2 separate regions of the Salvelinus alpinus genome follow, and region 2 is linked to region 1. The links are chromatin contacts, called in public Hi-C maps. All regions are on one chromosome and are shown on one strand. The core of a region is the stretch at or near the end of the contact, and the rest is flanking DNA. Distances in the headings are between cores, read along the strand shown.

What was found. A called contact is a pair of places that touch in the nucleus more often than the background predicts.
Region 2: a Hi-C map of red muscle shows a contact between it and region 1, with 10 times the contacts expected there. The contact joins the promoter of LOC139543581 here to the promoter of LOC139543579 in region 1. A contact is called at or near these places in 2 of 3 Hi-C or Micro-C datasets (muscle and red muscle).

Annotation. Positions count from the first base shown.
Region 1 is chr18:5,266,835-5,270,523 of SLU_Salpinus.1, forward strand. LOC139543579 (CBP80/20-dependent translation initiation factor-like) reads left to right here and starts at 1,711. Exons shown (of 13, transcript XM_071349791.1): 1 at 1,711-1,847.
Region 2 is chr18:5,529,071-5,532,759 of SLU_Salpinus.1, forward strand. LOC139543581 (mothers against decapentaplegic homolog 7-like) reads right to left here and starts at 2,113. Exons shown (of 4, transcript XM_071349794.1): 1 at 579-2,113. The coding sequence starts at 1,047.

The DNA.
Region 1 (3,689 bases), core at 461-2,960:
CATATGTTAAGTGTTTCTAAAATCCCCTATGGGAAAAATCAACGGTGGAAAAACGGTTGGAACCATTTCCCTGTTTGACCACTAGGTTTTATGGGTATTATGACACCTCCACTGTGGGGTTCTATAGGCCTAAACCTAATAGCTGTAGTTCACTCTAAAAGTGTTTGATAGACAGATTTATATAGCTTTTGTATTTTTTTCTGGATCCTTTGTATATTAAAATCGACTACTGAACACCTTGCTGTAAATTAAACATCTGACTTCCTCGTAAGTTGTTGTCCAGCAGCACCTTCCCACCATCTCCCTTGGCTGTAAGACATGTTACTTGTATCTTTTTTTACACACATTTTCTTCCTCTCATCTGGAAGCATAAGGTGCTGTCTACACACTAAATATGGTAATGTCCCAAATTCAGAGGTTCATGAAAATGTGATGACCAGTCAACCTGTCAATTTAATCTGTTTCAGTATTCTATAAAAGCAGTTGGGTTGAATGATTACAGAAGCTACATACAGCAACATACAGGTAATTGCCATAATAAAGGAAAAACCAACATAACGTTTCTAAATAGGGCATTGGGCCACCACGAGCAGCCAGAACAGCTTCAATGAACCTTGCCATAGATTTTACAAGTGTCTGGAATTCTATTGGAGTGATACGACATCATTCTTCCACGAGAATTTTAATTATTTGGTGATTTGTTGATGGTGGTGGAAAACGTTGTCTCAGGCACCACTCCAGAATCTCTCCTAAGTGATCAATTGGGTTGAGATCTAGTGACCGAGGCACCCACGCACATGCACACACATACACGCACACACACTTTTAACCCCCTATGCTCCTTTGAGACCCCTTCTAGCCATGGTAACTCACTGAGATCTCTTCTTCTAGCCATGGTAGCCAACTGGGCATTTTTATAAATAAGCATGGTGGGATGTTAATTAACTTAGGAAACACACCTGTGTGGAAGCACCTGCTTTCAATATACTTTGTATCCCTCATTTCAAGTATTTCCTATATATTTACACTGCCTGGTTAAAATGTCATTGCACAATCATGATTGCAAAAGTTGTATTTCATCCAGTACCCACAAGGGGTCACTTGTGGACTTAAGTAAAAAATACAATACAGGCCATGAGCTACATACACCACAAAGAGATTCTCTCTGCTTGAGTTACTTCGTTGGACACACAGATAACAACCCATCACTGCGCTCAAATCAATTAACACCATAACAAAGCAAAAACTCCTTGTCTTAAAACATGATCGTTGTTTGATTTTATTTATAGATAACAATAAATGGTACAGTATATTATATAACAATGCAGGCTGTTGCATGAGAAGGTCCGTTCCTTCGAATCTATTTAAACACAAAAATATAAATTGTATGAAATAAAATTTAAATAAACATTTGAACAGTGGATCAATTGTACCGTAATAGCATTAGAATAGGCCTAGATAAAACACAGCACAGGGACAATAAAAAACATCAACAAACTTAAATTGACTTCAGAAATAATAAAACACATCAAATGTCCCCCAATAACCTCATAGATCCTTCTAAAATGTCTGTATAAGTATGTATAATTACAAAATATTTACATTTCAACTAGACTGCGATGTCTCACTAAAACTCCAGCTCCCAGAATCCAAGCCTCACGTACACATGTCCTGCGCGCAAACCGGACTAAACGTCACATTCATGCGTTTCACCCTGCTTGTGTGTCGGGGAGCGTAATCTTTTTCTTCCGAATACGTTTCTCTCCCGAGAAATATACCCATGACACAGTGGGTTTAATATCAGGAGGTGATCCCGGATTCCCCAGCAGTCCGAATCCAATATTTGGGTGAGGATATTGTTTTCTGTAAATGGTTTAGCTTCGCTATCTAGCTGAAATAATGTTTGCCAGTTGAGTGTTCATCTAACGCTAGCAACGGTGTGTGACCAGATCCAATGTTGTGCATGTTTTCGCTGCCTGAGACCTGGAGTGGCTAAATGATGATGATGAAAGACATTTCAACTGATTGTGGCTCGACAGAAAGCTGTGACTGGCTTGTAACTTTATAGTTATGACAGTAGGCAACGTTGGGATTTGAATTTGAGCATGAATTAAACTAACGTAGGTAACGTTAACTAGCGTGATGGCGCCCGAGGCCGGACAGATGTGTGGTCATTCTTTTTTTCTGATAGTCAACATGTTTTTCAGGCACGCGTCCGGTAAAATAAAACACACTGAAAAAGATTCCATATCGAAAATACGTTTTTTGTTGTTATTATTAGCTAGTGAGCAAATGTTACTCTCAAACCATCCGCTAAGTGTTGTCCCAGCTGAGACGTTAGTGGTTGCTAACTAGCTAACTACACAGCTAGTCGACTCTTATGGTCGCTGCAGTATCGAACTTTTTTGGTTCAACCCGAGCAAATTCACATATAAATGTAGTTCTAGATCTGTGTCGTTGAAAGCAAGTCTAAGACGCGGTAGATCTGCTGTGTGCGCCATTTTCTACGCTTCGCCTTAAGTTTAGTTTTTGCGTCTTTTACTTTTGATTTTGCACACCAGCTTCAAACAGCTGAAAATACCATATTTTTGGTTATTGAAAATATTTCAGTGGTTTAGATGGTACACTGATTATCTACGCTGCTTGTTTTGTCACAAACTGAAATTAGGCTTAGAATTTTAGCTAAATATAGAAAATAAATGATCAATATTTATTTGGCCTTACTGGTATTAGCACATACAAACGCGCTGAATAACATATTCACTACATGGAACAACAGGTAGTCCCCCCTCAAAAAAATCAAAAGGAAGTTTGTTCTGAAGTGTCTGTCATACATACAATATATATATATATGTATTGTATGTATGACAGACACTTAAGAACAAACTTCCTTTAAAAAAAGAATTTGTTGCCTAAGGGCACATGTAAAAAAAAAAAAAAAAATACATACATACATTATATATATATACTATGTATGTATTATATATATTTTTTTACATGTGCCCTTATTAAGTGCCCTTTGGCACTTAACAGTCTTATGCAAATTCGATTTCCACTGGGTTGTGGACATCGCCCTTAGGATGTTAACATAAAGCTAGGACAATAAACAGAAAATTAACCTACTGACATTGCCCTCCTCTTATCGAAGTATTTTCCTTGGCTCATAATTTTCTGTGATTTTGTTCTGTTTGTTCGAAAAACCATTATTTGGTCAACAGTAATAATCTATGCATTATGAATCCTGCTATAAAAGTATCTGCCTGTACCTGTTTTACTGTCGGCTGCTGTGTGTGCAAGCCACTCTTCACTCTCTCTCCCCACTGTGCATACAGAGGAGGTATAGATATATTATACGCAAAAGCAAATGACAATTGTTCAAAATGCAATTGTGGAAAAATAACGTTTTCAAAGTAACTACTGTTCAAGTTACAGACAGCAGTCACAGCTTTCTGTGAGTATTTAATGTATATTGGGTTCATGGCACCACTTTACAACCAGAGTAGGCTATGTAGTATGGTTTTGAAGTGCCCGTGAAGCAGAGCTCTCCATTTGCACTTAATAGGCCTACATCAAGTAGCCTAGACCTAGCACTGGGAAGTCTTGTAGGGCATTACATTTACTGATAGCCATGTAGACTAATTGATTAATCTATCTAGCAACAATATCATATTTAGTTGGCCTACCTGCTA
Region 2 (3,689 bases), core at 863-3,362, 260 kb after region 1:
AGGCCTTGCATTCGGTATAATAAACATAATATAAACATATAGGCCTTTTTGAATTCTTTATAAGCTTTTCCATTTAGATTTTAAAGCAAAAATAAATATATAAATACAATTAAAAAACAATAACTAGGCCAAGCTTTGCCAAACCAATAATGAGACGACATAATATAATATACTGCGTGTTATAAATTAATAAGGACATAATGTAATTACAATTGCTTTGACCTTTGTAATCTCTATATTACTGGTGAGGAGTCATTCAAAGTAAATCTATATTTTGTATTATATCCCAGATAGATAAAGAATAAAACGAGGGGACTTCTGCCATATGGTCATGACGTGATGATGCTGATAAAAGTGTTCTAACGTCACACCAACCAAGTCTGACCTATGCTATTGCAATAGACACCCCCGGTAAATTGTGTCAACATGTCTGGCAAAGTGACACGCCAATCAATTTACCCACATATAATATATAATAGTGACACAGATAGACCATGCATATAATTAGCAATAACTGATGTTTTTTTTTCCCCTTCTTGTTATTATTTTTGTTTAAAAAAACAACAACATTAACTTACCGAGTTCACAAAGCCTGCTCATGTGGTGAGGATTGCAGCAAACGAGTTCTGGGTTAATTTTCCCATAGGATTCACAGCAAGATAGCCTTTTTAATTCCGAGCAATGCCTGAGGTCCGACCACCGAAACACTTTGTAGAGCAGCAAGGGGAGGGAATAAGACTGCTGACCCAGTTTGGTGTCCACTTTGCTGGGTAGGAGCAGGCAGGGGCTCCGCGCACCCCCCTTTGACTCCACCGCTTGCAAGAGCCCCTCTAATTGTTTCTCTTTGATTTTTTTCAGTATCGAGTGGGTCAGGGCTTTTAATTCAGCCTCCGTTCCGGCGCTAGTTTTCCCGGCAACCTTCGTCGATTTACCCATACAGCAACCCCCGGATCCATGCGTTCGTGTATCCGCCTCCCCGTCGCCCACGACGGGCGCACGGCTCCTCCAGAGTCGCCGGACGAGCCCCGTTCGTTTGGTCCTAAACATGCGGGACGAAAAGAGGGTTTCCCGGCTAAAAAACGAGCATGATGTCCGCAAATCATGAAGATTCCGGGATCCGAGTCCAGGCAACGACAAGCAGCCTGATATATTATTATGGAGAAACTGGGAGGTGGAGAAGCAAAGAAAATCTGTAGCATACGCCAGTCTAATTTTCTCAAAACTAAACCTCACAAAAAAAAAATCAAGGCTCCTGCCGTGATAGTAACCTTCTCTGTAAGGAGAAATTAACCATCACCTTAACGGTATTATAACACTATAATAGTCCTACTACTAATATACAGCTATATCGAAACATAAACCTTAATGTCAATGTAGGAACGCTGAGCATCTAGAATACAAAATAGCAGCATAGAGAAATTGTTACAATGTAGAGCTAGGCTACTGTGAACATTAAACGCTACATTCGTTCCATTCCATCAGTATGCTATGTATAACGAAAAACATTGTAACATTACTTTGCGCATATGGTTATGAGTAGGATTTTTGTGGTAGTCTGAGCCAGTAGGCTAAATATCCTGGTAAAATTCTAGAATTATATATCCATGAAAAAAAACGAAGCTCGTCCGTTTTCTTTAGAAAAAAAATAATCCACACAGCCCTTGATCCGAGAGCAAAAAAAGGCTTTAACAAAGGCCAGTGTGTATGTTTTATCCCCTATCTTCTAAATATCATAACCGTCTGCACATGATGTGATCTTCAACATAGATTTAGACGTTACGAGAGAAGGAAAGGATCCTCCAAACAGATCCAAAGCGAATGAGCAAATCCAAAACTGGAGCCGCTGAAGTGCCAGACGGAAATCTACCCCGAGTAGAGTAGTTGCGTTTCCGATTGAATACTGAACAGAGTCTTGATTACAATAATTACCTACAGCCTATATATCTAAACATCCCTTGATAAATTAATCCAGCCACTTTTTTTTTGAATGGATTTCTGTAGTCGGAGGAATAAAGTGAGTTGGACAAAGAAGTGATGCGATCTTCAGAAAAGGTCTGCGAATGACTCGAATAGCTCAAGTGCCCTTGCCTTCTCTCACTCGCTATCTCTTTCTGACTCTCGGTGCTCTTAGCTGTGTCTCCAGTGCGCATTGGCGCGCCCCGTCACGTGGTTGTCTAGACACCCTGTCGCTTAAAAAAAATGATTGTCTTGCGCAAACAAGAGATCAAGTAGCTTGCATACAGAGAAATCGTTGGGCGAGGAAAAGTTTCAATTTCCAGAAGTTACAAAGTAACAAAATGTCAAAACAAGGCGAAAAGATCACGTGAGGGGGGGAAAAAAATGGAGCTATAATGGCTTTTTTACTATATAAATGAAACACTCTCTCTCTCTCTCTCTCTGCAAGAGAGATAAGGGTTGCCTCAGGGTAATATTTGACCAAACATTATTTGTTTTACCTTTTATTTACTTTGCGCCATATGATCACATTAATGCAGTGGGCATAAATATAGGCTAACTATGATTGACATTGATCATAATAGTAGGCTAATACTAATAATAACACGACACATAATAATATTGTTGGTATTATAATAACAATTAGAATACAGCCATATTGTTGTTATTGTTATTAGGCTATTATTATTATTATGTTTCCCTTTAAATGGTGGGTAACCTAGTTGCACGTCTCAACCTTTTTCCCCTGGTCTCAACCAACTACTGCCTCCCTCTGGTCACAGTTATTTCCCTGTGAAATACATCTGACATGGGTTACCTATTTATTTATTACACATTAGGCTACTCATCATGGAAAAGTTCACTGTTATTGTACAAAACGTTTAGTTGTATTTTTTCTTTGATAATATCCCACACTTGGGTTGTCTACCCTGTCTATCATGTCAGAGACTGGTGACTGTTGCCAATCAACAAATTATAGGCCTACACTAGTAGTTTCCTAATCTCAGTTTGCCTGAGTAGGCTACTTCCACATGATCATATCACATTTTAAATTGGAACCTACAAGCATCTCACTACACCCGCAATAACATCTGCTAAATATGTGTATGTGACCAATAACATTTCATTTGATTTGATTAACATAGGCTAATCGTCTGGACTGGCACACCACTATTTGAAAGAGGTTTCCTGTTCCATTAGGCTACTGTAGGCTAACTATGGGGCCTAGCCTATAGTTTATATATTTCTTGTGCTGGGAAAATGTGTAACTTTTCCTGTTGATACATTCAGCCTGATCGCGTAGACTAATAGGGATCCTACCATCTGATTAAATGTAGCTAAATTTATTTAGAAGAGAGACCGAAGCTTAATTGTAAAACATCATCCAAATGACAGAATAAAGAGAATGCAACTTCTCTTTATCTATACGTGGGTGTGGAAAGGAGACAGAAGACTACCTTCCCTCCCCAAAGTCTACAAACCTCTACCAAAAGGAATGACAACATATGACCCTTTTAACTGACTCGTCGGCTGTACAGACAGGTCCGTCTCTGAGTCGGTCTGTGTGAGCAAATTGAAGAATGCCGTCTGCTGTAGCCTAATCGTGTCCTAGACATAAGGGGAGGAGACGCAGGCAGGCAGCAGTAGCCTACTATGTTAATGTGGGTGCCAGTCAGGCAAGGCAGTGAGTGTCGCTGCAGGGCACTGGGATGGGGTGGATGATGGTAATGATG